Regions from separate parts of the Mus musculus genome. Here all the other regions are linked to region 3. The links are chromatin contacts, called in public HiCAR-type, HiChIP or PLAC-seq and promoter capture Hi-C maps. All regions are on one chromosome and are shown on one strand. The core of a region is the stretch at or near the end of the contact, and the rest is flanking DNA. Distances in the headings are between cores, read along the strand shown.

Region 1 (4,511 bases), core at 43-2,542, 720 kb before region 3:
TGCTGAGGTGGGGCAGGAGAGTAAGGGCAGACAACACCCCAGGGATCACAGGGAGGAGCACACAGGGATGTTAGTTTCTGGGAAGCAGTGGGAAGAGAAGGGCATTTGGAAAGATGAGGGGAATCCTAAGGGCGCCTTACCTGGGAAGATGGGTAGAGGGTCCCAAGGGGGCTCAGGGGGGCTGACATCCATCCCCACATCCAGAGAGCTGCTGTCAAACTAAGCAGTGGGACATATTAGCGGGCAGGAAGGTGAGAAAGTACGACAGCAAAACAGGAGCGACACAGCTTGCAAATTAAGACGCCCACTGTGTCAAGGCTCCATAGTTTACAGAAAAAAATGTTTCTCTTTTGCTTTCGTTGTATTTTACTAACAACCACTAACCACCTATTCTCGCCCCTGTAGACACACAGCTGTCAGTCTTTTATCTGTACCCCATAAGAAGGATCCCAAAAGGCCAGAAGGGGCTGCTCTCTAAAATCCTGACTTAGTTGGCTAGTCCCGGGTGCGCCTCTAAAATAAAACTTGAGCCAATTAGACCAATGGACTTTTGAAACTGGTCTTTCTCCTCGAAATTTTCGAGTTTAACATGAGCAGGGGTGACACCCTGATGAGCTCTGTGGCTTGGCAATGACTCCAAGTTTGGGGTCGCCCTCCCACCACCAAGGGTCATAAGAGAAACTCTGAGGTAGCAATACCGGGACATCCTGCTCCACGCAACGGAACAACTGTGCCTGCTCCTCGGCCACTTCATCCAGGCCACTGTACAAGGTGCTGTCTGCATGGAGGCCCGCGTGTCAGGAGGGTGGCACGCCAGCCCCGGCTCCATCCCTCATTGGCTCGGCCGGGCCAGACCCACCGCCCGCCCACTCGCTCAGCCTTACACCCTAAGGCGTCCAGCCCCTCTCCCCTGACCCCGGGCAGCCCCGTGCTCCCACGGGAGACCAAGGTCTTCCCTCCTCCCGCATCCCGGGGAAGCGCGAGTCCCGCTGCGCTCTCCCTCGGAGGATGGGCTCGGCGTCCGCCCAGCCTTCCTCGTTCACCCTCTGCTGCCTTCCCGCGTGCCTCGGGCCCATGGCGAGCCTCAGCCCGCTCCTCCCCCGGGGCCCCACTCCGCGCACCCCAGTCCTCCGGACTCAGCAGGTTGTCGGTGAAGAAGCGCGTCGGGTCGGCGATCTCACTGAGGAGCATCAGCTCCGCCATCTTCCCCCCACCCCCCACCATGAGCCGGCTCCCCGGCCCGCCTCCTCCCGGCCGCGGCAAATCCATGAGCTCGCTGAGGAAAACCGGCGTCCCGGAAGTCCTGATGACCAGTCAGAGGCTTAGTTGGTGAACACGTGACACGAAGGAGCAATGACTGTGCATGCCGGGCCAATGGCACGGGTCAGCCGCTTTACCGATCCAGGCGAGACTGTGCGTGCGCCGTACAGGCCCCAGAAACTAGCATTGTGGGAAATGTAGTTCCTAGCACTTAGGGTTCCGGCATCTGGGCTAGAGTGTTCATGCTTGAGCAGTTGTCCGCAAACATCTGCACCCATGTGGTGCCCATAAACTCATGAAGGCACACGCATAATGAATGAATTATTAATGAATAAACGAATGAGCAAAGTTCCAGCATTTAGGATAAGAGATGGCTCAGCAGTTTAATATTGCTTATTGCGACTAGGCGGTAGTGGTGCACGCCTTTAATCCCAGCACTCAGGAGGCAGAGGCAGGCGGATCTCAGCCTGGTCTACAAAGTGTGCTCCAGGACGGCCAGGGTTGTTACACAGAGAAGCCCTGTCTCAAACCCTCCCACCCAAAAGGAAAGTGCTTGTTGCTCTTATAAGGGTCTGGATTACATTCTCAGCACCCACACCTGGCGACACGCAACCACTTGTAACTCCACCTCCCTGGGATGCAACTCCCTGACATCCGGAAGTTCTGGCGTTTGCCACAGCCAGTCCCAAATAGACAACCTCTCCTATCCTCGGAGGTGGATACGCTTCCCGGGACTCCCTCCACCAAGTGGCTCACTGACACCGTCGCTAACTCCCTGTAGGTCAGAACGAGATACGAGTTCAAACAACTTCCTTCGGGGCCCTTGAAAATTCCACAACACAGACCACAGTTCGCGGGTTCCTGTCTCCTTTAATCAGCTAAACATCTTGCGCAGTCCCCGAGCCAGCCCTGCATCCTGTTTCCTTCCCTGAATGACCACCTTCCCCAGCTCCTCTTTCGCTGCACGGTTTTTGGGATCTACTGCTAGCACTTTCTTGAAATCAGCAGTGGCTTTTTCCAAGTCCCCGAGGGCAGCCCGAGCAACCCCCCTTCGGTATAAGGCCTTTAAATGGCCCGGCTCCCGCTCCAGCACTCGGTCACAGCTCTGGGCTGCCAACTGGGGGTGTCCTAGCAGCAACTGGCAGGCAGCCAGATTGGCATAAAGGGTAGTTCGTTCGGGAGGGCCGGGTGGGGGCAACGTCAGCAGCAGTCGGAGAGCCCGTCCATAGCATCGGGCAGCCCCTTGAGGGTTCCCAGCTCGAAACAGTTCTGTACCCCTTCTGTGTTCTTCTTTGGCCAGAGCCTCCTTCTCCATAGCCTCCATCTCCCAGGAGTCCCGGCCATTGGTGAAGGAATCCAGTCTGAGTTTAGCAAGAGGTGCAGAGGATCCAGGAAGGTGAATCTTTGCCTCCTCACCTTGACGCATAGACTCCAGGCATTTTTCCATGAGTTCCCCCCACATTTTTTCCCTCCATTGTCCTATGCCTATGGTTAGTTCTGTCCAGCCCTCTGGCATCCCAGATCCAAAAGGAAATCCCAAAGCCAACACTTGGCATTTGGAGCCTAGCTTGGGTTTGTCTAAGCCATGGCCAGGGACTATGATCTTCTTTACAAAACTCCCATCAGGACAGTACCAAAGATCAGAAGCTTGGAGGTGCTCTGCCATCTCATTGGTTGAGACTTGAAATTGATCAGAGTCACCTTCAAATCCAGCCACGGGATGTTCAATCTCTTGAGTCTCTACAATTTGATTGGCTGGATCCGGTCTCACTCCCACCTTCAGGGCTTCAGGGAGAAGACCTGGGGACCGCTGCCTAAACGGAATGGCTGTATTTAAGATTTGCTGGGCGTTCTCTTCCCGCTGCTGCGGCTGAGCGGTGTTCTTCTCGTTCATTGGGCTGATAGGTGAGGTCTCCATTGGATCTCCTGATCCCTTCCACAACAGATAAAGGAAAGAACAGTTTAGTCTGGAAAGTGATGGGTCAAGTGTAGTTCAGACCTGAGCAGGTGAAAAAAACAAACAAACAAACAAACAAAAAACCGAAACCATGTAAATTCCAGAATTCCTAGTTAAGACTCCTCGTAGTGCTAAAAGTTTCTCCTTTTTTTCCCCCCTTCCCAAGCTAGAATCCACCCAGGTCTAGTTTAGAACTATAAATTCTGTAATTCCCCATGGTTCGGGTAGTCGCCCCAACTATGGGCACTTGACCGGGTCAAAAAGTACCTGAGAGACCAAGGAGCATAGCAGGACGGCCTAAGTCACAGTTGTTGCATTGTGTATGATGTTGAGGCCTGGAAGGGCAGCCTGGGAGCAGCTGAGAGTCTCTATCAGCTCTCGAGCCCTCAGAGACGGAGAAGCTAGTCCCTAACACGACGGCCAATCAGGAGCACGAAGAGGTTCCTTGTCCCGCCTCTATGGTGACGCCATTTCCCTAGCAACCGTGAAGCGCCATACCTTAGCAACCGGACTAGACCTAAGCAATAGAATTAGCCAAATCGAACCGAGGTTGACAAAGATCTGGCTGACTGGTTTAGTCAAAATGTAAAAAGGCCAGAAATGGGAAACTTGGGCTGAGGAAGAGAGAGCAGTGGTAGAGAGCTTTACCAAGCATGCGTAAAGACCCTAAGTTCGAGCTTCAGTTCAAATGTAAAGGCTGAGATTTTAGCTGCTTTCAGACCCTCCCCTGTTATTATACCCAAATTCAGAGATCTTAGCTGAAATCAACCCCTGTCCATTTTGGCTCATCCTTGATTGACTTTTGCCACATATCCATCATTGCCCTTCAACTGAGCCCCCTGATCCAGAATCGTAGTGTTTTTCAAACTCGAATGAGCATGTCCATCATGAGAAAATATATTAAATTGCAGACCTGGATTTCGAAACTCTCAGATGGAGCCTGCGATTCTTGGATAGTGCTCCAGCCCGCTAGCAGTGTGATCCCTCAGTGACCTCATTCCGCACCAGCTTAGTTTGTCCTATATATTTCGTGTGTAACTGGTATCCCATGCTCCAGTGAGAGGAGCGGCAGAGAACAGCTCTCCTCCTCCCTACAGAAGGTGTAGATAGATCCCGTTTGTGACTCAGCCTTGCTGGGCAAACTGCCTGCACCGGCTGGACCAGCACAGTTCTTCCGGGAACGAGAACCCCTTATTATCTAAGCACCTTACTTTGGCATATGTTGTTCTTGGTGTTATTGACAGGGTCATGTGTATCCCTTGCTGGCCTGGAACTCTATGTAGAAGAGGATGCT
Region 2 (4,982 bases), core at 2,277-4,776, 910 kb before region 3:
CTCAGTGTGTGCACAGCCCCCGGTTTCCTGCCCAGGTAGCTCCTAGGCAGAGCCAGCTCCAAGTCCCCCAACCCTATGCCCAGTGCACTTGTGCTGAGGGCGAGGGGTGGTAACGGTCACTGCTGTGGCTTTTCTCAGTACGTGAAGCTGCGGGAGCGAATGCAGATTCAGAAGGAAATGGAGAGGCTGCGCTTCCTCCTGTCTGACCAGTCGCTGTTACTGCTCCCTGAGTACCACCAGCGTGTAGAGGTAAGTGGGCAGGATGGGTGTGTGAGGTTAGGGAAGCTCAGGGAGACAGCAGGCTCCCCAAACCTCCCCCTTCTGTGCAGGTGCTCCGGACTCTGGGCTATGTGGATGAGGCTGGCACAGTGAAGCTGGCAGGCCGAGTGGCCTGTGCCATGAGCAGCCATGAGCTGCTCCTCACTGAACTCATGTTTGACAATGCACTGAGCGCTCTGCGACCAGAGGAAATCGCAGCTCTGCTCTCTGGCCTGGTGTGCCAGAGCCCCGGGGACCCTGGCGACCAGCTCCCAAGTACCCTCAAACAGGTAGGGGCCATCACCCCTCTCCTGGATTATACATTGCCACCCCCACCCCTCCACCCTCTTCTCAGTCTTGGTAAAGGCCTCCCACAGTGTGTCTGATCTCCTCCTCAATAGGGGCCTCCCTGGTCCTGATGCTGGAGGTCTTAACCCTTCCTTCCTCCTCTGCAGGGGGTAGAACGAGTCAAAGCTGTGGCCAAGCGGATTGGCGAGGTTCAGGTGGCCTGTGGCCTGAACCAGACAGTGGAGGAGTTTGTGGGAGAGCTGAATTTTGGGCTGGTAGAGGTTGTGTATGAGTGGGCTAGGGGTATGGTAAGTGCCGGGTTTGGCAGTTGGCTGGTTGGGAGAAGCCATGCAAGACCTGGCACATTTAGTCTTCACTCTGCTCTTCCCATAGCCCTTCTCCGAGTTGGCAGGGCTCTCAGGGACCCCTGAGGGCTTGGTCGTCCGCTGCATCCAGCGTCTGGCTGAGATGTGTCGCTCGCTTCGAGGAGCAGCACGTTTGGTGGGTGAGCCTGTGCTGGGTGCCAAGATGGAGACGGCAGCCACCTTGTTACGGCGGGACATCGTCTTCGCAGCCAGCCTCTACACCCAGTAAAGGATGTGTGGATAGAAATGTAACAATAAGCTGGGTTGTAGTAGCAGCGAAGGGGCAGATAAATCTCTTTGAGTTTGATGCCAACCATGTTTTGAAAAAACTAAAAACAAACAAAAAAAACCCCCTAAAAACCCAAAAATATAAATAAAGAGCAAACCAGAGTGCTTGGAGTATGGTAACTTGGAACAGAGGTGACTCCATTCAGACACAGCAAGAGACCCACTTAGAAACACGCCTTTATTATCTGCACGGAGCCCAGACTTGTCCTCAGTCCTTGGGAGAGGGAGTCTTTGAGAGTGGTGGGAGGTCTTGGGTCATAGTCTCCACATACCATGAGGGCAGGAAGGCATAGGGTGCGTCACGATGGACAGACACAGTGACAGGGCCACCAGGTTCCCAGGAGAAGAGGTGGACAAGCCTGTGGAAGACAGAGGTGTGGGGTGAAGCCAGAGATTGAGCCGGGATCCAGAGGCAGTGCACAAACATGAAGGCCTTACCTGGGATCGTCCTGGACTACTGTGCTCTGGGCAAAGCTAAGGAAGGCAGCACAGAAGTTCATGCACACAGAGGGATTCCAGCCTTCTCGGTCATTCTGGAGGGGGCACAAGAGGCAGAAGACTGGGGGTGGAAAGAGGAAAAGGCAGGTGGCAAAGGGGCACTGGGTCTGAGGACTTGGTACAGGGGGTGGGGAAACAGATGGCCACTCTGACACCTGCCTTACCCTGACATTTTCAAACATCTCCATGGTAGGAAAGGTCTTTAAGGAACAGACGAAACCTTCTGGGTTCCGGAAGCCGGCAACAACATGTGGGACCCCCGGGAGGAACGACTGAGCCCACCATTTCAGCAACTTGTGTCTGACGGGAGAGGCAAAGGGTCAGCAGGACCCTCCACCCCCCCCAACCCCCCCCAACCCCCCCCCAACCCCCCCCCCCGTCAGTCCCGGCCCCGGCCAGAACCTGTAAAAGCTCCTCCACTGGCCAGGGCTGTGCATCTCCTTGGATGTCTTGAGCTCCACGTAGCAGGAGGGAGGCTGTGTGCAAGGAGCCTGGGGGTTCAGGCAGTCTACCTCCCCGGAGAACAGGAGAGGGTGGTTTCCCAGGCGGCTGCGTAGCACAGAGCAGTAGGCCACGTTGGTGTTAACTTCCCCAGAGGGGTCTGGGGAGCCTCCGGGTTTGTCTGCACAAGAAGAGAAGGCAGCAGCAGAGGAAGGGGATCTCGACCTCTGTGGAAGGGGAGAGGGACCGCACGGCTGCGACGACTCTCACCTGCGCACATGTACTGCTCAAATTTGTAGCCCATGTACATGAGCTCCCGGAGGAGGGGTGGCCGTGCAAGCCTCTGGGCCCGAGCAGCCGGGGTCTCCACCTCACTTAGGTACAGTGTCCCTTGGAACCGGGAGGCTGCCAGCTGCCAGCCCTCCTGCCGCTCATACGGCGTGGTCAGCAATTTTGTCAGGTGCCCTCTCCATGTCACCGTGGCCCCTGCCAGCCAGCCGGGACCCCTGGGAGGGAAGAATGCGGGGTTTATGGTCTGACTCGAGTTTTACTTCTGTTGACTCAAAGTCCCCACTAAAGACCATTTGGCTTTCCCAACTTCAGAAGAGAAAGCCGGGTCACCAGGTCAGCTTCTGCGTTGCACCGGGCTCACCCCTCCAGCTGGTTCCGGTGTTCCAGGACCCAGCGCAGCAAATGGTCCAACCTCTCTTGGACTTCCTCGTCCCGGGGCTGGTATCGGTCAGGGTATCCATCTCTGAGGTCAAAGTCCGGGCCTGGGCCGTTGATGGGAGGGGGGCTGTAGTAGCGGAGGGCTCGGGCATCTCCATGGTACTGGCGTTGTGCGTCCAGGGAGAAGCAGCCCAGTTCGGATGGACGCCGGTAGAACGGGAAGGGTCCCGAGTACAGAGAGGGCTGTGTCCGCAGTAAAGGGACTGCCCGGGGGAGTTTGTGCAAAGGCTTTTCCACCTCTGTCTTCTCCGCTTTTCTCTTAGTCCCTCTGGGTTCCATGAGGTCCTGCGAGGAAAGCGTTTCCAGTGGATAAGGAGCGAGTGAGCTTCCAGGTTTGGGCTCTGCGTGTCAGGAGCCGGGCGCCTCGTTCCCACCCACGGACCAACGAACGCGGCGAGCTTGAGGAGTTTGGGGGTTGAAGCTAAGACTTGGTTACCTCAAAGCTCCCCACCCTGACCGACCTCCACCTCCTCGAGGCTACGGCGTCAGGGCCGCACGTCAGAAGCCGGAGAAGGATGCAAACACGGAGTTGCTGTTTCTGATGACGCTCTCATCCGCCCTCAGCGTCGGAGTGGGCGAGGTCCGTCTGCACCGGAGCGGGAACCCAGGCGGGCCACTCGCGCCTCGGCGCGCCCCAGTGAGCGCTCTGGTCGGGAGCCAATCAGCAGCGGTGCGGGCGACGGAAGTGAGGCTGCCTTCGTCATCAAACTCAGACGACCAGCCAGAGGGCCCGTCGTCATTATTCTGTGCCGGAAGACGCGGTCTTCGGGACTCCTTTCCCGGAATCCTGAAATCCGGGTTATGAATCGCAAGAGACGGCTCCTGGCGTCTGAGGCTTTTGGGGTGAAGCGGAGGCGGGCGCCGGGGCCCGTGAGAGCGGATCCTTTAAGAACAAGAGCAGGTAACCATGGCAACCTGGGCGCGGAAAGCCCGAGGGTATCCACCCTTGGAGGAGGGGGGGGAGGAGGAGGAGGAGGAGGAGGACCTAGGGTAGTAACCATGGCAACCCAGGCGCTGGGCAGCGACTCTGAGGGCTGGGGCGTCCGAACCTCCGCGCTGTCTCCACCCTCGCTCTCCACCCGGACCTGACCACGCGCTTGCTCCACCACAGGCTCGGCGCGCGAGGCCATCGAGGAGCTCGTGAAGCTGTTTCCCCGGGGGCTGTTCGAGGATGCGCTGCCGCCCATCGCGCTGAGGAGCCAAGTGTACAGTCTGGTGCCAGACCGGACGGTGGCCGACCTACAACTGGTGAGCACCTTGGAGACCTTTGGCGTGTCCCCCCCCCACCAGCCCCGGCCCTCCGACCCGCAGCCTCGAGGGCACTCGCCAAGTCCCTGTCGCTCAGACACTCAGTCGTCCGTCAGCAGGCGTTAGGCCAAGGCAAATGCAGAGCAAATCCCAGGGGTTTGGAACTGCAGGCAGATGTCACATCTGACAGGTGATGGCTGTTAGAGAAGGTTAGTGAGCGCGGACAAAGGTGTACTGAAGGTCACCGGTGAGAGAGATTGACTGAAGGAGAGAGATGAGTCTAGTGTTAATTCCCAGATTTCCCAAGTGATCAGTTAGTGATTAGGGGATTGACTAGAGGAGGGAGGCACCGAGTAGCTGCTTGCCTGATGTGCGTACACTGAGTTGCAGATTATAGATGTATGAGACAGTGGGCTATGACGCTGCAGATCATTCTAGGCTGTGGTGCACAAGGCATAGGGGCTAAATGAGATACTTAGGGAGACTAGAGGAGTGATGTAACCTCGTGGCCAAGTTTAGAAGGCGATTGAAAGCCAGGGCCATGTCTCTTCACACAAAAAAAATCCACAGTGGGCAGATTTCAGTCTCTGTTTTATAGGAACTCTCAGACCTCTGCCTGAGTTGAAGGTCAGAACACTGTGAACGGCTCTCTGCTGCTACATACCTCTCTGGGCTCCTTTTAACTAGGGCAGTTCCTCCTTAGAGGCTGTCACAGATCCTTCTTGCTTAGCTTTGTCCTTATATTGTTACAGAGTTTCTGACCTTGATTCCTGCAGGTGACTTCTGACCTCCTCCTCAGGCCATGGCCCCTGTGCTTCCTTTTCTATAACTGTTTTTTTTTTTTTCTTTAAACAAAAAGCTTTCAGA
Region 3 (4,529 bases), core at 47-2,546:
TACAAGAAGGGGAAGTAAGGATGATGGGGGGGGGGGGCGGTAGACTCAGAGTCATGTGGCCCTAGCCCCTCCCCCGACCGATCCCGAAAAACCAGCCTTGCTAGTCACCCTAACTTTACCAATGTCGGGGCCCAGGAGTCTGGATCCTCGGGCTCCGAATCTAACTTCTGGACCCTCCTGAATCCCTAAATCTTGCTGCGGACTACATCCTATCAGTCTCTTTGGACGAAGATGACCACGCTCTACCTATCCCGGGATCATCTCTCCAGGTGCCGGAACCTCTTGGCTTGCTGCCCTCTATTGAGCACCAGGGGGTGGGGGAAGAGGCGGCGAAATCTGAGGGTTCCCTCCCCAATCCTAGAGTCTGAGGAGCTGGTTACTGTGGAAACAAACCCCTCCCAGCCAAACAAAAAACGAGGAGGGAGACAGGGACCAAGATACAACTGCCCAGTGGCACCCGTCTAAGCAGGTATGGGCAAAGAGGGCCTGAGCCCCGCAGGCACAGTCAGCCCGTCTGCCAGCCAGCCATTCTGGTTCCGGCAGGTTCCTACGGGCAGGTTCCGAGCAGACAGACAGGGCGAACTTCATAGACACCAGGACCCGCAGCCAGGGGACAGATATCCAGAGAGAGTGTGGCGGGCGGGATGCGAGTGAGGCGGGGAGGAAGAGACCGAGGGACCCAGAGACACCGAAAGGAGGAGAGTCTCAGAAATATTTAATGCCCTGCCTCCCGCCACCCGCGTCTCACCTCTTCTTCTTCCTCATCCTCTTCCTCCTGCCCCCCGCCCACGGCCCGGCCACCTGGGTCCCCACCCTCTTCGGGGTCCCGGCTCCGGAAGCTGCTCAGCACGACTCCCCCGGGGGGGGTCGTGTCCAAAAGCAGCCGCAGGGGCCGCGGGAGCATGGCCGAGAGAAGCAATCAGCGGGGTCGGGCCATGGGGGCGCCTGGGGAGAGACGGGTGGGATTGGGTGGAGTCAGACGGGCGTGGGGGAGACGGACAAGAAGGGACCTAGGTGGGAGTCCCTGAGGAAGGCTGGGGGAGGGAGATACGGGAGTGGGGAAACCCAAGCCCTCGGTGCTTGCTTGGGACTTGGGGGCTAACTAGTGCGGAATGGGCAGGGTCACCCGGTGCTCCGGCTCTGACCTGCTCGGGAAGGGCGAGGGCTGCGCGCGGGTCCCGGGCCTCTGTTCTTGTCGGTCTCTGGCCCTCTACCGAGTCCCCTCCCCGGCTTTTCCGCGATGCCCCCCTCCTGCACCCCGCCGGGCTCCCGGGCCCTCCCGCCCTTTCCGCTTCCCCCCTCCCCGCGTCCGCCCGACAGCAGGAGCCAAAAAGGGAAGGAAGTGAGGACAGGAGCCAGGGAGAGCGACTAGGGGAGTGCTGGACGCCAGGGGCTGGGACGCAGGCTGCAGGTGCACTACTCCGCTGTCCCTTGCAGCCCCACTCGGTGGCTCTGAAGCCCGCGTCTCGCAGCAGACACGCTGGAGACCAGGGTCCTGTCTCAAGCCTCCACAGGAAGGCAAACACGGAATTTTAAGTCACTTTTTCTAACCAGAGCGGCGCTGCAACTGCCGAGGAAAGTGCCCTAGCAGTGGCGCGACCCCGTTACTGCAGCTCGAGAATGACACTGCCGCCCCGGCACGAGTGCAACGGAGCGAATCCGCGCCGGGTTTTCTGTGCCGCCCTTATGCCCGCCCACTCGCGGGGAGGGGGCGGAAGCCGGCTAGTGCGGCGCTTCCGGTTCCACTCGGGTCCGTCGCTCCGGGCGTCCGGCTCTCACCGTGCGCCCGAGCGCGCGCGGTTCCCACGGTGGCTATGTCGTCTCCCGGGTGCGAGACGAGGACCGGGAGGTGACCGAGGTTGGCTGTGCTTGGAAACGGGAGAATGAGAGGCCCGCATGGAAACTCGGAAAGACTTTATTAGCTCACGAGGACCGGCGAACAGGAGAGGACGAACCACACGGGGACATTCGTAAAGGGCCGAGACCCACCAGGCCCGGAGATGGTAAAGGTGGACCAGGCAAAAGAAAAGCTGTGGTAGGAATGGAGAGCTGGAGAGGTAGGCTTTAGTCCGCGAGGGAGACACATGGACCTTTCCGTCTCTAGACTACTGCTGTGGGCTGTCCCTGAGGTCTCTAGAATCTTAAGATGCTATGAAGACCTTTCGTCCTAATCCCCTGGCCAGTGGTTCTCAACCTTCTTAACATTAACGCAGTTCAAGTTGTAAAATTATTTTCTTTGCTACTTCGTAACTGCCTTTACTACTGTTGTGAATCCTAATGTCTGGTATTTCCGATGGACTTAAAGGGGGTTGTGAGCCACAGGTTATGAACCCGCCTCTCTGGCGCATACACTGGTTCTTCTCAACCCTGGGACTCTACGCATGTGTGTTCTTATATTTAGTTCTCTCAACAAAGCCCCGCCAAGTAACCCCGACTGACCTGAAACTCCCTATTTGTAGATCAGGCTGGCATGGAAATGTCAGAGATCCACTGCCTCTGCCTCCCGACTGTGGGCATCAAATGAGTGTGGCGCTAAGTCTCGCTTTTTTCTCATCTTAAAAGTTTAGTTCGAGTCCAGCGGTGGTGGCGCACGCCTTTAATCCCAGCACCTGGGAGGCAGAGGCAGGCGGATTTCTGAGTTCGAGGCCAGCCTGGTCTACAGAGTGAGTTCCAGGACAGCCGGGACTATACAGAGAAATCCTGTCTCCAAAAACCAAAAAAAAAAAAGACCTCTAGGCATGGTGTCCAGTGCCGTTTGTCACTCCGAGGCAGAGGGACAGGTGGATCTCTGGGACTTCGAGGCCAGCCTGGTTGGCTTGGTGAGGGTTCAGGACAGCCAGCCAAGGCTACATAGAGAGACCTTGTCTAAAAACAAGAACAAAACAAGAAAGATTGAAACAAACAAAAAAACCTTAAAAAAAAAAATCCGAGCTATTCAATGGAGGGAGAAGAAGAGAAGAAGGCTGTTGTTCTGGGGCAGGGGCTACTGGAGTCATCTGGGCCAGAGATGAGGGTGGCTTCCACAGACGAGAACTTCTTTACTGTGACTTCTGCAAGAGAAGAAAGAAGTGGGGAATTGGAAGTGTTGGGAGGGAAGTGAGTTTCTCCCAGTTAATGTAGAAACATTCTCACAGTTACAGGCGTGGGAGCAGGCTGGGGCTGTCATTTCCCACCGGCCAGACATGGTCATGAGTGTCCTCGCTCCTGAGTCTTCCAGAAGACCCAGTGGGTCAGCTGAGAATCCAAGCAAACCCCACCCCTGGGCTGTGCTCTGAGCTTTGGAAGTCCTTATGTTGTCTACATGTTTACATTGCCTGGATAGGTCAGAGCCGGACTTGGCCACTGCCGCACAGTGGTCTCCCAGGCCACTCCCTGTCACACTTTAGGAGCCTTTCCCTCCATACAGTCTCTTTGCTGCCTATTCTCATGCTTTGATGGTATCCCACTTTACCCTGTAATAAATTCTGATTGTCTTCTGCACTTTAAAAACTTATGCTGGGAGACACTCAGCAGGCAGACTCAATCACTGGTCTGAGTTTGATCCAGGATCGTACAAGGTTGTAGGAGAAAACTGGTCCCAAGAGTTGTCCTCTGACATCCAACCTTATGTGTGGTAACACACCACACACATTCATATGCACACATAGGGGAAAATCTTTAAGAGGAAGAAAGACGGGCTAGTGGGGTAGCCCAGGGGGTAAAGGTACTTGCCGTTCTGAGTGTGATCCCCAAGACCCATGGGGTAGAAGGAGAAAACCAAGTCCCACAAATTGTTTTTTGACCCCCACATGTCTGCTGTGGTATACACAGTCCCACACAAATAAATGTAACTTCTAAGCCGGGCAGTGGTGACACACGCCTTTAATCCCAGCACTCGGGAGGCAGAGGCAGGTGGATTTCTGAGTTCGAGGCCAGCCTGGTCTATAGAGTGAGTTCCAGGACAGCCAGGGCTACACAGAGAAACCCTGTCTCAAAAAGCCAAGGCAGGAGGGAGGGGGAGTGTCATCCTCAAATATGTAGCAAGCTTGAGGGCAGCCTGAGCTACATGAGACCTGTATCAACAGAAACTTAATAAAATGTGTGATTAAATTTTACCTGTTTCATTTAACTCCTCTCTCCCCCATGAGCCAAGGTTTCTGTGTAGCAGCCTTGAACTCAGGATTCTGCACAGGGCTCTGAAGTGTTAGGCCTGGCCTGGCCTGGAAGCACTGCCAACACACCTGGTTTTTTCTTTTTTTCATATAGCTACCAATTCTTTCAATTTATGTGTGATTTACATCTCTAATGGACAGAACCACCTGCATAATTTTTAAAAATCACTACTCCTAGGGAAACAGATAGAGGTCAAAAGTCTGAGGTGAGCTACACTGAGGAAGAATTTAGACCAGGTGTGTGTGAAGCGGACACCTGCCACTGCAGCCACCATTCCTCCCAGGAATAACCAGCAGGAGGCGGCAAAGCCCCAGAAATGGAACCCTGTTACCTTTGAGTTCCTGGGAATGGTCAGGCTGGCAGCTGTGGCCTTCTCC
Region 4 (5,166 bases), core at 2,540-5,039, 570 kb after region 3:
CTGCAGGCAAGCTCTCCTCTTTTAGGGAGGTGCACAGTTATCTGGTGTTTGGACCTCCTCCTGGCCGAAGATGAGGCCCAAAACAGGATCTTTCCCAGAAGCTGTGTTGCTTTGGCCTGCAGACTGCCCGCTGCAGAGTCCCAGAATCAAGGTGGCCCCCGCGGAACGTGAGGCAGAAGCCTCACGGGCTGTGCGGACACCTGTGCTCTGACCAGGAAGGTGGCATGTTGTCTGGAGCCGAAAATGGCGCCGCCTCAGAGGCTCTGTGGCTCTCGCCCGGTCCAGAAGCTGCTGGCCTCTGTGTTCCACACTCTCACCCGCAGACCGCCCGGGCGCGGAGTCTCGGAACCAAGGTGGCCCCCAGGGAACGTGAGGCAGAAGCCTCTCGGGCCGGGTGGACCCCTGTGCTCTCACCAGGAAGGTGGCCGGTTGTCTGGAGCCGGAAATGGAGCCGCCTCAGAGCTGTTATTATTTTCTTGTTTGATTTAAAATTATCTTTGGCTTTGTGATTTCAAAGCTTAGACTATTGAGATCATGTTCTGTTTGGATTTTAGTTTTACTTTAAAAGATTGACTAAAATTACTCAGGTATGGTGGCACATGCATGTAACCCCAACACTTGGGATTGGAGACAGGAGAATTTCAACAAATTTGAGGCCAACTTTGTCTCTCTAGCAAATTTCAGACCAGCTAGAACAAAAGTAAGAAACAAACAAAAATTTCAAAATAAATTTAGTAAAATTAACAGTGCATATTTATTGCACACATTAATGAATTTCACTGACACATTATGCTTTCATAACATTCACCCTCCCCCTACTGTTTCATTCACTCATCTTTTCTTACTACCCCAAAACATCCCCATGTCTTCTAGTAGTCTCTCTAATACTGCCATGGTTTTGTGTCACTGCTGCTATTGTTTCTGTATTGTACTTTCCATAGATGATAGTTTTCCTTGTGTGGATTATTTCACATAGAGGCATCATAGTATCATCTATTTTCCTGAAAATGGCATGAGTTTGCTTTTCCTTATGGTTGAATTATAGTCAATTATATGTACATATGTATGCATGTATGTCTTTATCTGTCTGTACACATAGGAAATTTCTAGTTTCTTTGGGAAGTCAGTTATATCAAATAATGTTTTGCTGGGACACACAGGTGAAAGGATGGTTTGCTATAGCAGGAATGTGAAAGGATTCATGATGAAGAAGTACAAATATGACCCCACAGACAGTGGGAGAGAAGCATTCGGTTTGCTCTGCCTGATATTCTTTGCTTACTACATCCATGTATTAGTTCACCTTACATAGTGTTGTTGTGCTAGTGGTTAAGCCTGAGAGAAACTCACCAAAAAACTTCTTGTAGCGTTCCTGCCACTTCTTGCCTCTTCTGCTACCTCCCCTCAGGCTGGCCTGTGAGCCTTGCAGTTTCTTCAGGATGAATTATAGCTGCTGGTTCGTGTGTGGTATCTGCCTGCCGAGAGGACTAGACTGAAGCTGCGGTTCATGTATGGTGTTTGCCTGCCAAGGGAACTGGACTGAAACTGATGATTCATATTTGGTGTTTGCTACAAGCAACATTCATTTCTGAACTTTTGACAAAGAAGAGTGAACTCACCCCAAAGAACTATTCCTAAACAGGCCCACTTCTCTCATATCCTAATAACTTTTCTCCTCCACTGCCTCTGGTGGGTGGTGGGCAAGAAGAAAGGTTGAATATTTATTAAAATAGGCTGAGTGACCCCAATGGGGAAGTTAGAGTAAGGGCTGTAGGAGGTGAAGGGGTTTGCAACCTCATAGGAAGAACAACAATATCAACCAACCAGCACCCCACCCCAAGCTCCCAGGGACAAAACCACCAACCAAAGAGTAACCATGGCTCCAGATGGATATGTAGCAGAGGATTGCCTTATCTGGCATCACTGGGAGGGGAGCCCCTTGGTCCTGTGGAGTCTTGGTGGCCCAGGATAGGGAAATGCTAGAGCACTGAGGCAGGAGTGGGTGGGCAGGTGGGGGAGAAACCTCATAGAGGCAAGGGGAGAGAGAAGGGGATAGGGGGCTTGTGGAGGGGAAACTGGGAAGGGGAATAACATTTGATATATAAATAAATAAAATAACCAATAAAAATAAAATAGGCTGAAAAAATTATGCCTACATACATACACTATATTCTCTTTATTTGTGTCTTAACAAGATCTTGGCAGATTTCAGAGCTTAGCTATTTTTGAGCAGTGCTATAATAAACATTAATGTGCATTTCTCTTTAAGATTTATTTATTGTGTATACAGTATGTATGCATATATGCTTACAGGCCACAAGACAGCACCAGATCCTATTATAGATAGTCATGAACCACTGTGTGATGGCTATAAGTTGAACTCAGGACCTCTGGAAGAGCAGCCAGTGCTCTTAACTTCTGAGCCATCTCTCCAGTCCATGTCCATTCATTTCTTATGTATAGTAAAATTCTTTCCTTTCTCTTTCCTAGCAAAGGGTGCTGGTTTTAGTTTGTGACCTTTAGTTTTGAGGTTTTGTTTGTTTGTTTGTTTGTTTTCAGAATGGTTTCTGTGTGTCCCTGGCTGTCCTGGAACTCTCTTTCCTTCCTTCCTTCCTTCCTTCCTTCCTTCCTTCCTTCCTTCCTTCCTTCCTTCTTTCTCTCTCCTCCTCCTCCTCTTCCTCTTCCTCCTCCTCCTCTTCCTCTTCCTTTTCTTCACAATGACCTTTAACTTCTTGCCTCCAAAGTCCTGTAATTAAAGGTCTGTACCACCATGCTAAACAATTTTAAGTTGTTTTTGTTTGTTTGTTCTTAGAAATCTTCATACTTTATTTTTGTGTCTGTATTAATTTACATTCTCTCTTAAAAGTTATAATGACTCTTTCTCCTATATCTGGTTTCATATATACTTCTTTTAAAATTTTAAGATTATTTTTATATGTGTATGAATGTATGTATGTGCACCATGTGAGAACCTGGTGCCTGTGAATTAAAAAGGTGATGAAGCTCTTGGAGTTAAGATGTTTTCAAACGATCGTGTGGATGATTGAAAGCAATCCCAGGGCCTCTGTAAGAGTAACAAGTGCTCCACATCTTAATATTCAGAAGTGGGACAGTGTATTCTACAGCCACATTGAAGTTCTAGCCGAAATAAACCAAATCCACAAACACTATTTCTAGGAGTTTGGTGAAATGCATCTCTAATCTTAACCACCGCACAAGTTCTTCATGTTGAAGATATATTCTGAATTCAGCATTCTCTGTACGTTATAAAACCCAAACACTGTACAGTAAGCAGCGTAATGACCACCTATAGTACAAGCCCAAAGAAGCGCTGGTGAGATGGGTTGGTTGGTAAAATGCCTGATTATCCTTCATGAGGATCTGCGTTTGGATCCCCAGAACCCACGTAAAAAGCCGGCCAAGCCTCTATCGCTAAAACTGGAGGTAGGGATGTGTGTCATTGGCTTTGTCCTAATGTCACTGAGTCCTGAATGTTCACAAAAAAAGTAGTGTGAGTAAGCGGAAAGGCACGAGGAACTCACACGAAGAACTAAATGTGTGCTCTAAAAACCCCGAAGTATATTCTCTTTAAATAGAATGACACCAAATATACTCCGGGTTTACTCCAGGGGTTTGGGGGAGCCAGAGTTAGGGAGGTTCTGTAGTCAGTTTGCCGGGTGAGTTCCATTTAAACGCGCTGAAAAGAGTTAAAGAGGCGGGTCGGTACCGTTCACCAATCAGGGACGTTGTTACTTTCCTGCATGAACTGCCCAATGAGGAGCATGGATAGTCAGAGGGTGCCGCCATTGCCGCCCTGTTTGAGTCCTGTGTAGCTCCAGGGAGGCAGGTGGTGACTTGGCCTGAGTCGCTGTCCCTTCTGCTGATTGTAGGCCCTTTAGGAAGCACACTGCTCGCGTGTGAAATCAGGAAATGGTGAGTGTGCCCTGTGTTCCTGGAGTCGTGCGTGGCACGTTGGTGACATCGCGGAGGCTTTGTCCCTGTGTGGTGCCGCGGCACTGACGTTCGCCTGATTCTGTGCAGGAGTCTGTCACCCGCGCCCTCTCACCCACGTGCGTTTTAATTCCGTGCAGAGCAGGCAGCGGGGAGCCTGGGGTCTGGTCCTGTCGGTCCGGCCCTGCCCTGCCCCGCCCCCCTTCTGAAGCAGTGTCTTCTAGTCCGCTGTGCTCTCGGGTGAGACAGCGCCTCTCCAGACTGCATCGCTGGCGAGTTGGCGTGATGCTCTGTAGCATTTAGACTGTTGTGAGGGGCTTTGATAAACGCTGTTCGTTCCTTCCTTCCTTCCTTCCTTCCTTCCTTCGTGGGCATCGAACCTCAGGCTTTGCTCATTCTAGGCAATCCTTTTACCAATGAACTGTAAACCTATCCCGCATCCTGGTTTTTGCTGTTAGCGTTAATGCAGGAGGATTTGTTTGCTCCCTCTGGGCTGAGAGTGGGAGGAATGCTCCGGCTTGCAAGGAAGAGAGGATTTTCAATTTGCTTCAAAATTGTTTGGATTCACCAACCAATTGGGCAATTAATTGTCTAGGCACAGGTGAAATTTGGGGGAATTTTTTTTTTCTTCTAGCATTGCTGGCTGTAAAAAAAAAAGCATGAGATGGGATGAATAATTTAATTGTAAAAACAAACAAAAACGTGGTAGATTCTTTGGCTGTGGACTTGAACAGAAGGGATGAGAGGGTTATATCTGTTTCTATCTCATCGTTATGAATATTCGTAAGTTGTTTATATCCTCTTGATTTAATTTTAGCTTGTTGTATGCGACTCAGAATCAAACCATTTCTTGCATATATTTCTTTTCCTCGTGGGGGGTATTTTTTTCAAAATACTACCAAATGGTCCACTGCTTTTCTTTTTTCCTGTCTTTTTTTTTTTTAGTCTCTTGCAACCTCCCCTAATTTATGACTTTATTAATTTGTCTCTTCCCTCTTTTTTGTTAGCTTGACTACAGTTTTGCCTATTTTACTGTTTTTTAAAAGAACCATTTCTGAGATTGACATTGACTGTGTGTATTCTTTGAGTCAATTTCAATAATTTTTCAACTTATTTTTTACTTCTTGCTGTCTTTTGCTCTTAAGTCTGACATTTTGTTGTTTTCCTAAGACCTTGTGTTTGAGCCATTAAGTTGAACTATTTATTCGGCATTCT
Region 5 (5,130 bases), core at 1,200-3,699, 630 kb before region 3:
ACTTCTTGAGTATGGGCGTGTGTTCCAGCCTCTGCAGCTGAATAATGCACCATTGCATCAAATGCTGGCATCCATGCATGCTGGGCTAACACTCTGCCAGCTCAGCTACCACCTCCAGCCCTGCTTTCTACTCTTTTGTTTCTCTCCTTCCATGGTATTGTGTGGATCCCACAATTGAACTCAGGTTGCCAGGGTTGGAAGCAGGTGCTACCTACGGAGCAGTCTTGCTGGCCCGACTGTCCCGTTCTTTACTTTTTTCCATTTTACAGATTTTTTTTACATGTTTACGAGTGTTTTGCATATGTCTGTATGTCTGTGCACCACATGTGTGCCCAACACCTGCAGTGGCCAGAAGGTATGTCTTTGAGGGAGTTTACAGATTGGGAAAATTGAAGTGGGGAAAGCTACTCTGAATGTGGGCAGCACTATTCCCGTATTGCTGTTCCGGACTTGCATAAAAAGCAAGCAAGCCGTGTACCAGCACTTATCTACGTCTGTGTGCTAGTTAGTTGTGTCTACCAATTTGCCACAACCCAGATCACCGGAGAAGAAAGCCTCAGTTGAGGAATTGCCTAGGTCAGGTTGCCCTGTGGGCTTGTCTTTGGGATCCTCTAGACTGATAATTGATGCAGAAGGGCTCAGCCCACTGTGGGCAGCACCATTCCCTATGCGTGGCATCATTCCCTAGGTGAGGGTCTCAAACTATGCATGGCAGGAGAACGCTAGATGAGACCAAGCAAGCAAGGGTGTTGCCGTTCTCTCTGCTCTTGACTGTAAATCTTGTATGATCTGGCAGCTTTGGGTTTCTGTTCAATATTAGGCTGTCACCTCTACCAGGACTTCCCTACCAGGATGCTGAACCCTCAGACCTTGAGCCTGGATAAAGCCTTCCTTCCTTCAGGCAGCTACTGCCATTGTGGGGAGTTGAGTCACAGCAACAAGAATGACTTACAGGCTCCTCCTGATTGTACTTACCTGTCCACCCAGGCTCGCAGGAGCACTGTGGGCGGCCTGAGGCCTGAACATAGCAGTGACCCCCGTTGGAACAGAAAGAAGGTGGACAGAGCTCTTCCAGATGGGTTTGGCATCGATCACCGGTGAAGCCAGAGGGGCAGGTGCAGGAGAAGTGAGGGGTCAGTGGAGAAGTAGGACTACGGGAGCTTGGGGGTGTGGGGAGCAGGGCTTGGCAGCTGCCACCATTCTTGCAGAGTTGGGTATCCCTGCAGGGGTCAGGAAACTGGCAAGTCTCACCCAGAAATCCAGGGGCACACCTAGGGGTAGAGGGACATTTCAGGCCAGTGATTCCCCCTCCTCCTCCCCGTCCTGTCTCCCCAGGTCCCGCTCCTATGATGCACACTCACTGGCAGATCCCTTGTCCCCGAGATAGCCTCAGGCAGGTGCCTCCGTTGGCACAGGGCTCTGGGGATCCTCCACACAGAAGCTCTGGAGAAGAGACTGGAAGATGAGATGGAGCCCAGGGTCCAAGGGTCTCCAGATGGCTTGCCCTTCCTCCACCAGGTCCTCCTTACAGGCCACTGACCAGCAGCTCAGCACTCCCCCACCCCATGTTACCCAGGTGCATGGTGCTCTATCATTCTCTCTCTCTCCTTCACACCCCAGTCCCAGTCTCCACAGGGTCCCCTTGTCCCAGCCTTGTCCCAGGCCTTCCATTCATAGCTTGTTATTCTTCCCACCCCTTTCCTGTTTATTCTCCAGTCTCCCAAGTTCAGCCCAGCTCCATCCCCCGGAAGCAGGGCAACAGGGCTTAGGAGGGAGCCAAGAGCGCTCCTGGGATGTGAATGGCTGAGACACCTAAGGGATTTCCTTCAGGAAAGGCCAGCAATGAGCCACTGGGGTTGGGGACATCTGGACAGAAAGGGAGCCGGTGGGCTCTTCTCTGTCTCCATCTCTTGCTTCTCACTCCTCTCTTCCCCATATCAGGCAGTCCATTTTTTCTCCTGTTTGTCTGTCTGTTCCTCTTACTTCAGAACCAGCTGGCTTCTCCCTGGGCATGGACACCCTCCTTCCCACCCAACAGCAGGCACCACCCCTAGCACCAGGCACAAACCTGGGTCTCCTGTAGCCCCGGAGTCAGTCAGCCCTCCCTGCAGGTTGTCCCCATTAGAGGGGACAGAATCTCCTCCCTCCAGTGTCCTTTCAGAGCCTGGGACTTGGCTTTCTTCCCTGACCTCACCAAGCATCTCCCCAAGAGAGATATGCCCCCACCCCCTCACCTCTGGTCAGGATGACAGGGAAATTGAGTGGCAAGAGCAGCAGCAGCAGCAACTGGGGCTGCATTCCAGAGCGCCTGCCCCTGGCCCGGATCTCCTCTCCCTCTTCAGGCAGGGACCCTCAGAGCCCTTGTGGCCAGGCAAGGCCACCTCCTCTGCCTCTACCGCCCTTCTTCCTCCTGAGCCTGCTGCACGCCTCAGTCTGAGCTGTTTCCTGAGTCACACAATGTCCTGGACACCCTACTGATGGGGGGTGGGGGGAGCGAGAGGTTGGTGTGTGTGTGAAGGAAGACAAGGGAGAGTAAGAGAGGGGCGTGGCTGGCCGGGAGGGGAGCTGGTTTGCTCTTAGGGCCCAGGGTGGGGGGTCAGCCAAATGGGGGAGTTCCTGTCATTTTAATGGTCAATACGGCTTCCTTTTCACAGGACTGGGAGTGGCAAGGGAATGCTACTGTGACCCAGGAAGGGCAGGTCTTAGACAGAGGTGTTGGGACAAGGGGAGGATTCTCAGTTTCTGGTGTGACACACCCTCTTTTCAAAGGAGCAGCAACGTGTCTTGAACTGAAACCGGTCACTTTGGCAAACCCAGGGGATCTTTAGACCTTTCCTTGGCTCTTTCTGGGGGTGTTAGTTTTTTTTTTTTTTTTTAAAGATTTATTTATTTATTTATTTATTTATTATATGTAAGTACACTGTAGCTGTCCTCAGACACTCCAGAAGAGAGAATCAGATCTTGTTACGGATGGTTGTGAGCCACCATGTGGTGGCTTGACCTTCGGAAGAGCAGTCGGGTGCTCTTACCCACTGAGCCATCTCACCAGCCCGGGGTGTTAGTTTTTTAAAAAGGTATTTTGAGACAAGATCTCACTGTGCGCAACATCCTGGCTGTGCGAATCGTCCTGGCTGGCCTGGAACCTGTGGGATCCTTCTGCAGCTGCCACCTGGGTGCTGAGGTTACAGGCACATGACTCCATGCCTGGCTTTTTCCTGGGGAGTGGACAGGACGCTGGGCCCTCCTCCGAGTGGAGACGGAACCCAGGCTTCCCGTGTTCTACACTGATACTTTACCACGAGTCTGGAGGCTTGGCCTTCCTTCAGAGAGGAATGTAAAATATTGTCATTACCAATAACAAAGGGACACTCTATTTCATCCACCTCTACCTCTCTCCTCCACAAAGGATGCTGGGGTACAGTCAAGATGTTAGTCAAGACATAAAATTTAAGTCATCTATAAAAAAAGACAACCATAAAGGGAATTCATTACCCCCAAAAGTTCATGCTACCTCCTTTTATCTTTATTAAAAGCAAGCAAGCAAACAAACAAACCCAACCAACCAACCAAATAAAAAACAAAAACACAAAAAAAACAAAAAAACCTCAACTTTGGACAAGGTCTCATTCTGTAGCCCAGGCTGGCCTGGAACTCACCAGGTAGTGGAGGCTAGCCTCAAACTCACGAGCATCCTGCCCCAGTCTCCTAAGTGCTGGGATTACAGTGTGTGCTATAATGCCCAGGGCTCACTCTCCCTGAGGACCCAGCACAGCTTTGGAGTCAGCCATTCTTGGAGCTCTGCAAGCTCTAGGTACGGCCCAGGGTGGAGGAGCTGTCTGCAGGAGCAGGTTGCTCAGCCTCGAGCAGTCCTGGAAGCTGCCTGCAGTAGGATCTGCCTGCTAGGAACACTGACAGTGTGCCCCCACCCCCACCAGGCTGGCCTTGAACTTGCTGTGTTGGTGAGGATGACCTTGAACTCCTGATGCTCCTGCTTCCATCTCCTAATTGCTAGGATTACTGCTGTGCACCGATGTCCCCTTTGTTTACACTGCATTGGAAATCAAACCCTGAGCTTCATGCACCCTGGGCCAGTCCTGGTTCACTGAGCCACTACACACACACACACACACACACACACACACACACACACATATGAATATATATATATTCATATATATGTGTGTGTATACATATATACTATTATATAATATATATATACTATATTATATATAATCATATAATATATATTATAATATATAATCATATTTAGCCTTATATTGGGAATTTAGTCAGCTATTTGGTTTTACAGATGGCTCTAAACTTTGAGACTGTCTGATGTTTGAGGTGTTTTGGGGGGATGTTTGGTATCAAACCTAGGGCCTCATATGTGATAAGCATGTGCCCCACTACAGAGCTAACTGCACCCCCCCCCCCCCATCACTCTTAACCGCTTGCCTAGGGCTCTACCATATAAGCCCTAGGTCACTTCAACTAGTTTCCTATTGAGACTTGTCAGAGAGGGCGTCCGTTTTCAACAGGATCAACTGTTTTGCAGGAACTAGAGCTTACACATCTGTGTGGTTGCCTGCTTTCTTAGGCTAACTGGGAGTAAACTCATGAGCCTACAGATGACCATGGAATGAAAACTTGGTCATTAAGCCTTGGCAGCATCCTCCAGCAGACAGTGCAGGACTTTCTATTCCAGTGAGTAATGTCTGCGTATGTCTTACTGTTGCCAGATCTCCAGTTCTTGCTCTTCATTCGACTTCTTGCCACAATGTCTCTTTGTTGCTTCAAAATTGCAGTTGTGCTGGTTAAGGCAGGAGGACTGGAATCTAAGGCCAGCCTGGGAAGACTTCATCTCAGAATAGTGTTTTTTTTTTTTTTTTTTTTTTTGTTTTGGTTTGGTTTGTTTTTTTTTTTGTTTTTTAATTAAACTGCGGACAACCCCACCCCATTTTGTTAATTAGGGTTAACATTGTTTCACATGTGTGACAGTTTTCGTGTCTCTTGTGCATTTCCTGTCTGTTCTTTCAGCCCATTGTCCTCAAGATGTGTCATTTTCCCATAGCAGGCCCTAGTTGAGGCAGCTGCGATCTGGGAATATCCTGTGTGAGCAGTCCCTGCTTT
Region 6 (5,220 bases), core at 2,471-4,970, 700 kb before region 3:
CAGGGACATAAGCAGTGCACGGCTGCAGCTGCAGCGGGTAGCCCGGCGCCACGTAGCCCCCCAGCGGCAACGTGCCCACCGCCCCCGCGTGCGTGGGAACCACGAAGCCCGGGGCTTGGGCCGTCGGGGCAGGCGCTGGTGGGGGCGGGGCGGCGGCCGCAGGCGGTGGTGGGGGAAGTGGACCCTCGAAGCGAGTCTCCTGCAGATAAGGGTCGGGTGGCATGCGGGGTAAGGTAGCACAGCCGGGTGGGGGAGCCCCAGCGGCGGGGCCGGGCGGGGCATGGTGGGGGGGCCGCGGTAGCGTGGCGGAAGACGAAGGACCGCGTTGAGCACTGGCCGCAGCAGAGGCCAGGCCACCTGCTCCTAAGCGCGGGAGGGTGGCGGTGCCAGACTGGTGGTAATGGTGGTGGTGGTGGTGATGTGAGGATGGGGCCGTTTGTGGGGGCGGGATGGGGGGCTCGGCCGGTGGCTGGGGGGCATTGTAGGGCGGCGGTGAAGTGTGGGGAACCGAGTCTGGAAGGCCTGGCCATGGAAAAGCCGAGGAGAGGATAAGGGGAGAGAGAAGACAGCAGAGATCAGAAGGGTAAGAGACATGAGACAGCAAGAGATGGAGAAAGAGCGAGGGAGATACAGCCGAGACGACATCTCCCATTTTGGGGTCAGGGAAGGGGTTGTATGTAGGCCACCTGGCCCCAATCTAGTTTTGCCGTCACAACTGTCACAGCTCCTCCCAGGCTCCGCTGCTGTCAACCACAACCCTCATTCAGGGTTGTCTCTGAGCCAGCTGTCCCCTCTTCCTGCACATGTGGTCGTGTCACAGGGGTCATGCACGCTCAGTTTAACATTTCCACTTTGCTTCAGGTGGAGTTACCTGGGAATCTCATGGGCCTCCGTTAAGGTCCATGACAAAGCTTCTGGGACTAGGCATAGTGGTTCATGCCTGTAATCCTTGTACTTGTGAAGCAGCCGGGGAAGGGTGAAGAACTGGGAAGTTCAAGACCAGCCTGGGCTACAGAGGGGAATCTCATCTCAAAGAAGAAAAAAAATTGTCTTCTAGATATTACTTTCCCAACAACCCAGTCTGATTAAGTCTCCGTTATTTTTCCACTGGGTGTCTCCATGCCACTGAACCGGTGACTGTCCATCTGTCACTCCCAGGGATGATGTCCCTGCAGAACCTGGCTCTGCCTCCCTTTCCATTTCAAAACTGCACCCCCCCCCCATGTTGTTGACAAGGGACCAAGGGACAGAGGCAGACTGACCCGAAGGAAGAGAAGGATGGGATATAGAAAGGGGAGGGGGTGGGGTATGCATGGAGAGAAGGAATGGAACTGAGCCACACAACATCCCAGAGGGGGTCAAAGAAGGGGATTAGGGCAAGTGGAGGTTAGGTAGGAGATGACAGAGGGGGTTGGGGGAGGGATATATATATATATAGTTTTTTTTTTACCTGACTTTTCTGACGACATGTTTGCAATCGTTGGGACAGGGTCTCTGAAGCTGGAGTCAGGGCCCCCTGACTGCTGGCGCAGGAGTCTTAGTGTCTCAGTCCGGGATGGCGCAGCGGCGGTAGCAGCAGCAGCGCGGAAATGGAGAGATGAAGACAGTGTGTGTTGGGGGGGGGGGGTGGCTGGGGGGGAGCTTAAAGGGACCGAGGCAGGGATGGGGGAGAGCTTCAGAAGTCTCCCCCCGAAAAACTCGGTTTCTCTCTGCTTCTGGACCACCTCTTTCCTCCTCTCACCCTGGCAGTCAAGCCCCCAGTTTAGCTCCCTTGGAGTTGTCATGGAAACCGGGAGGCAAGACCAGGCAAGGCGGGTGGGACTAAGAGAAGGAGGGAGGGAGGGAGAAATCTCTAGAGCCTCTCCCGCAAAGACTCGCTGTAGTGATTATATTGTGAGAAGAAGCCAGCTCAATGGATTTACCACACTTATCTCCAGACCCCGTTCAAGCAGTCCCTGCTCATCCATGGGGTTGCTCCCTCAGTTTCCCTCAGAACATCCTGCAAGATAGTTCTAGGTTTCTCCAGGTGTGAGACAGAACTGTACAAAGAGTGGAACCAAGAGGTTCAGACCCCCCCTCCCCCATATACAGCCTGACAATAGAGGTAAGATGCTGACTGTGGCTAAAGAAAAGGAGAAAAAGAAAGCGCCTGTGGGGGTACACAGGTACCTTCTTTCTCTAGGGTTATAAGAAGCTGAAATGCTTCATCAGAGGGAAGCAAGCTCTAATTGCTTGTTTGTGACAGGCAGGTTTGGAAAAGCGTGCTTGTTGGGGGCTGAAGAGTTCTTGGTCCAGTCAGCAGTCACAACCTCTCCTTAAAGCACTCCCTCTCTCCCCCCTCCTCCTGCCCCAAGACGCAGATCCACCCCCGGAGTCAACCCAAGACACAGCGGTGACTTCCACTCTTTTTATTTGCTTTTTGTGTCTTGTAAGGGCGTGGGTGGGGAGGTGGGGTAAGGATAGGCCCTCTACAGAGGTTACACCAGTTGAGCCTTTTTTGCAGAAACCTAGCAGGAGAATCAGAAACACCCCTTTAGGATTTTCCAACTCTCTCCAGAGACAGTTGCTCTAGGACAAAGCCCCTCTGGTGGCGTCCTGGAGAGCAGTCTCCAAAGCCCTGGCTTGAGCCCGTTCCAGGTCTGAGAAATTTTTACCCACGGCCTCATACCGGTGGTTCTGGTTTTTCAACCGTGCATGGATCAGAGGGAACCTTGGACCCATCCCTCCCACACCATCTTCAATACACGCTTCTGGTTTTATTAAGTTCAGATTAAACAAAGTCCCTGAGTACAGGCCTTGAAGCTCAGAAACCCTGCAAACTTATTTAATTGCTAAGTAAAAGCACTGACGGATAAAGGCTATTCCCTGGCACTCCGGCGCGCCGTAGGGGTCACGGGTAGGCCGAGTGGTGCCAGCGCCCGCAGCGGGGAGGAAGTCTGCCTGCACTGGCAGGGTTTGTGTCGCCAGCAGCCCGCAGGGATCTGAGGAGCAGTTTGTCGGGGTCGCTCAGGATTGAAAGACTGGTGGAAATCCTGTGGTGAGTCCTTGAAGCCCACGGGGCCCCACGCCCATATAAGGTGGGTCCGGGAGGGTGGGTCGTGAATGCGGAGATAAAAGTAGGGCCAGAGAAACTGGGTCAGGCTGCACTTCACTTGAGGGGCCTGGAGGACTCTCGGCGTCTCCGGAGACAAGGGCACAACACGCACTTCAAAGTGAAGAGTTGTAAGGCGCTGATCCGGAGCGGGAGGGCAGGCAGGAGTGGGAAGAGGGGCTCTTCAGCTGTGATCGGCCTGGCACTCTGGCCTAACACAAGCCTGGCGTCCAGCGATAGAAGCGGGAGTCGCCTTTCGTCAGTCCTAACCTCCCCCCTCGCACGTTTTCTTGGGCTCTGCTACGAAGCCAGACAGCCTGGATTGGAAAGTGGGCCGCATTAAGGAGGGGAAGTTGCACCCCTGGGTGGCTGGATGCAGCTGAAGCCTAGGAATGCCTTCTTTAGAAACCCAGTATTATCTTTTTCTGCTGTTGCCTCTCCCCATCCGGCTAAATGGATCGCTCTGTCTATTTCCTCCCCAGTTCTTTGGGTGCAATGGAATGTTCCATTGCCCCTCCGGTCCGCTGTCCGCGTTGCAGGGGACGCTCGCCCTGTTGCCAGGGAAAGTCCCGGACGTGACGGCTTTGCGCGACCCCGAGCAGCACCCCCCCCCCCCCCCCCGCGCCCCGTCCGTCATCCCACTGCGCGCTCTCCTTGTCCCCCTATCCCCGTATCCGGTGGATTACAGACTAGGTACAAGTAAACAGCTGGCGGAACGAAGCCTCCAGACACAGACCAGGTGGGAGTTTCCACTCTCCGTGTGTCCTGGGCCGCTGTTCCCCGGCCTTTGCAGATCCCAGAGTAGTGAATGGCCGAGGTGATGCTTAAGGGAGATCCTGGGCCTTGGGACAAAGTCCCTTGGGCGCCAAGTTGGGGGCGGGACTTAGGGTGAGCATTGGTGCATGGAGGTGGTAGGTGTTTGTGCCGAGCCATCTGGATGGAGTAAGTTAAAAGTAGCCTTCCCTCATACGGACCAGGAGTAGGAGCGGAGGCCGGAGAGTTGCTTGCTGTGAGTCTGTTGGGAGTGGAGAGGCGTCGTCTCCCTCACGGCCTCTCGTTCCTTCTCAGGTGGGAGCATGCCGGGGCTATGGAGGCAGAGGCTTCCTTCGGCTTGGGCTTTGCTTCTCCTGCCGTTCCTGCCGCTGCTGATGCCCGCAGCCCCCGCAGCCCACCGCGGGTCCTACAAGCCCGTGATCGTGGTGCACGGGCTCTTTGACAGTTCATACAGCTTCCGCCACCTGCTGGACTATATCAATGAGGTCTGTGGGGGATACTGAATGGATATAAAGTGGCTGGGGGAGGAAGCGTGGGCAGATGAAAGACAGCCAGCCCCTCTAGGCTAGTTTTCAGGGTACTGCTCCCCGCACGGGGAGAGCTGAGGGATGGGGGTTCCTGCAAGCACAGTGAATACACTTTGTCCAACCTAGTGCCGCATTGCCCCTTTCCCACAGACACACACCGGGACTGTGGTGACAGTGCTTGATCTCTTCGATGGCAGAGAGAGTTTGCGGCCCCTGTGGGAACAGGTACAAGGGTTCCGAGAGGCTGTGGTCCCCATCATGGAAAAGGCCCCTGAAGGAGTGCACCTCATCTGCTACTCCCAGGGTAAGCAACGCACACTCTTAACTCCCAACCCCCGTCTGAGCTTGACCCTTATCTAAGGCCTACTTTCTGGCGTTTGTGTCCTGAGTGGGAGGGAGGGTTCCTTCTGTGCTCATTGGCCATGGTTCTTAGATTTAAGGAATTACAGAGCAGCTAAAAGCATTTCAGTTGGTCAGAGGCCTAAACTCGCACCATGGCTCCATCATGTGACCTGTGACCCGTGCTGGAATGGAGTGTATCGGAGGCCTGGGATTCTGAGAGACAGGAAGTAAGGATCACTCCAGTGGCTATTCTTAAGACCCTTTCGGAGCTGGAGAGATGGCTCAGCGGTTAAGAGCACTCACTGACTGCTCTTCCAGAGGTCCAGAGTTCAATTCCCAGCAACCATGTGGTGGCTCACAACCATCTGTAATGAGATCTGATGCCCTCTTCTGGTGTGTGTGTCTGAAGACAGGGACAGTGCACTCATATACATGAAATAAATCAATCAACCTAAAAGACCATTTCCAACACTGGTGCTCTGCTTC

The links. Promoter capture Hi-C pulls out the DNA fragments that hold promoters and counts their contacts. HiCAR-type assays count read pairs that join an accessible place to other places. HiChIP or PLAC-seq counts read pairs in DNA pulled down with a chosen protein or histone mark.
Region 1: a promoter capture Hi-C map of liver shows a contact between it and region 3, with 4 times the contacts expected there. The contact joins the promoter of Atf6b here to the promoter of Rgl2 in region 3. A contact is called at or near these places in 1 of 39 promoter capture datasets (liver) and 1 of 115 datasets of contacts at active chromatin or transcription factors (astrocytes).
Region 2: a promoter capture Hi-C map of liver shows a contact between it and region 3, with 5 times the contacts expected there. The contact joins the promoter of Dxo here to the promoter of Rgl2 in region 3. A contact is called at or near these places in 3 of 39 promoter capture datasets (erythroid cells, hippocampal neurons and liver), 2 of 484 Hi-C or Micro-C datasets (cortical neurons and embryonic stem cells), 3 of 115 datasets of contacts at active chromatin or transcription factors (cardiomyocytes, embryonic hindbrain and forebrain) and 2 of 9 other capture datasets (liver and pancreatic islet).
Region 4: a promoter capture Hi-C map of second pharyngeal arch cranial neural crest shows a contact between it and region 3. The contact joins the promoter of Zfp81 here to the promoter of Rgl2 in region 3. A contact is called at or near these places in 3 of 39 promoter capture datasets (cranial neural crest, second pharyngeal arch cranial neural crest and stem cell-derived epiblast-like cells) and 1 of 115 datasets of contacts at active chromatin or transcription factors (microglia).
Region 5: a contact with region 3 is called in an H3K27ac HiChIP or PLAC-seq map of microglia, with 7 times the contacts expected there. The contact joins the promoter of Notch4 here to the promoter of Rgl2 in region 3. A contact is called at or near these places in 3 of 115 datasets of contacts at active chromatin or transcription factors (bone marrow-derived macrophages, microglia and pancreatic cancer cells) and 2 of 9 other capture datasets (adipose tissue and liver).
Region 6: a contact with region 3 is called in a HiCAR-type map of astrocytes, with 3 times the contacts expected there. The contact joins the promoter of Ppt2 here to the promoter of Rgl2 in region 3. A contact is called at or near these places in 1 of 39 promoter capture datasets (liver), 3 of 115 datasets of contacts at active chromatin or transcription factors (astrocytes, embryonic stem cells and pancreatic cancer cells) and 1 of 9 other capture datasets (pancreatic islet).

What each region holds. Positions count from the first base shown.
Region 1 is chr17:34,643,927-34,648,437 of GRCm38.p6, reverse strand. Atf6b (activating transcription factor 6 beta) reads right to left here and starts at 1,292. Exons shown (of 18, transcript NM_017406.4): 1 at 1,122-1,292; 2 at 699-778; 3 at 141-219. The coding sequence starts at 1,224. Fkbpl (FK506 binding protein-like) reads right to left here and starts at 3,624. Exons shown (of 2, transcript NM_019873.3): 1 at 3,485-3,624; 2 at 1,621-3,193. The coding sequence starts at 3,178. The coding sequence ends at 2,135.
Region 2 is chr17:34,835,563-34,840,544 of GRCm38.p6, reverse strand. Dxo (decapping exoribonuclease) reads right to left here and starts at 3,526. Exons shown (of 7, transcript NM_001163770.1): 1 at 3,329-3,526; 2 at 2,791-3,152; 3 at 2,409-2,644; 4 at 2,100-2,319; 5 at 1,862-1,997; 6 at 1,638-1,732; 7 at 1,359-1,558. The coding sequence starts at 3,146. The coding sequence ends at 1,408. Stk19 (serine/threonine kinase 19) reads left to right here and starts at 3,642. Exons shown (of 7, transcript NM_019442.3): 1 at 3,642-3,768; 2 at 3,979-4,115. The coding sequence starts at 3,669. Skiv2l (superkiller viralicidic activity 2-like (S. cerevisiae)) reads left to right here. Exons shown (of 28, transcript NM_021337.2): 24 at 1-35; 25 at 139-249; 26 at 330-548; 27 at 714-854; 28 at 940-1,319. The coding sequence ends at 1,140.
Region 3 is chr17:33,926,661-33,931,189 of GRCm38.p6, reverse strand. Rgl2 (ral guanine nucleotide dissociation stimulator-like 2) reads right to left here and starts at 1,296. Exons shown (of 18, transcript NM_009059.2): 1 at 1,146-1,296; 2 at 749-945. The coding sequence starts at 904. It overlaps Tapbp (TAP binding protein), which reads right to left. Exons shown (of 8, transcript NM_009318.2): 7 at 4,484-4,529; 8 at 1,900-3,050. The coding sequence ends at 3,039.
Region 4 is chr17:33,357,501-33,362,666 of GRCm38.p6, reverse strand. It overlaps Zfp81 (zinc finger protein 81), which reads left to right and starts at 3,789. Exons shown (of 4, transcript NM_207541.1): 1 at 3,789-3,933. The coding sequence starts at 3,931.
Region 5 is chr17:34,561,614-34,566,743 of GRCm38.p6, reverse strand. Notch4 (notch 4) reads right to left here and starts at 2,449. Exons shown (of 30, transcript NM_010929.2): 1 at 2,235-2,449; 2 at 1,362-1,443; 3 at 976-1,271. The coding sequence starts at 2,298.
Region 6 is chr17:34,625,935-34,631,154 of GRCm38.p6, reverse strand. It overlaps Ppt2 (palmitoyl-protein thioesterase 2), which reads left to right and starts at 3,720. Exons shown (of 9, transcript NM_001302396.1): 1 at 3,720-3,830; 2 at 4,160-4,350; 3 at 4,543-4,696. The coding sequence starts at 4,168. Prrt1 (proline-rich transmembrane protein 1) reads right to left here and starts at 1,591. Exons shown (of 4, transcript NM_030890.2): 1 at 1,451-1,591; 2 at 1-522. The coding sequence starts at 1,469.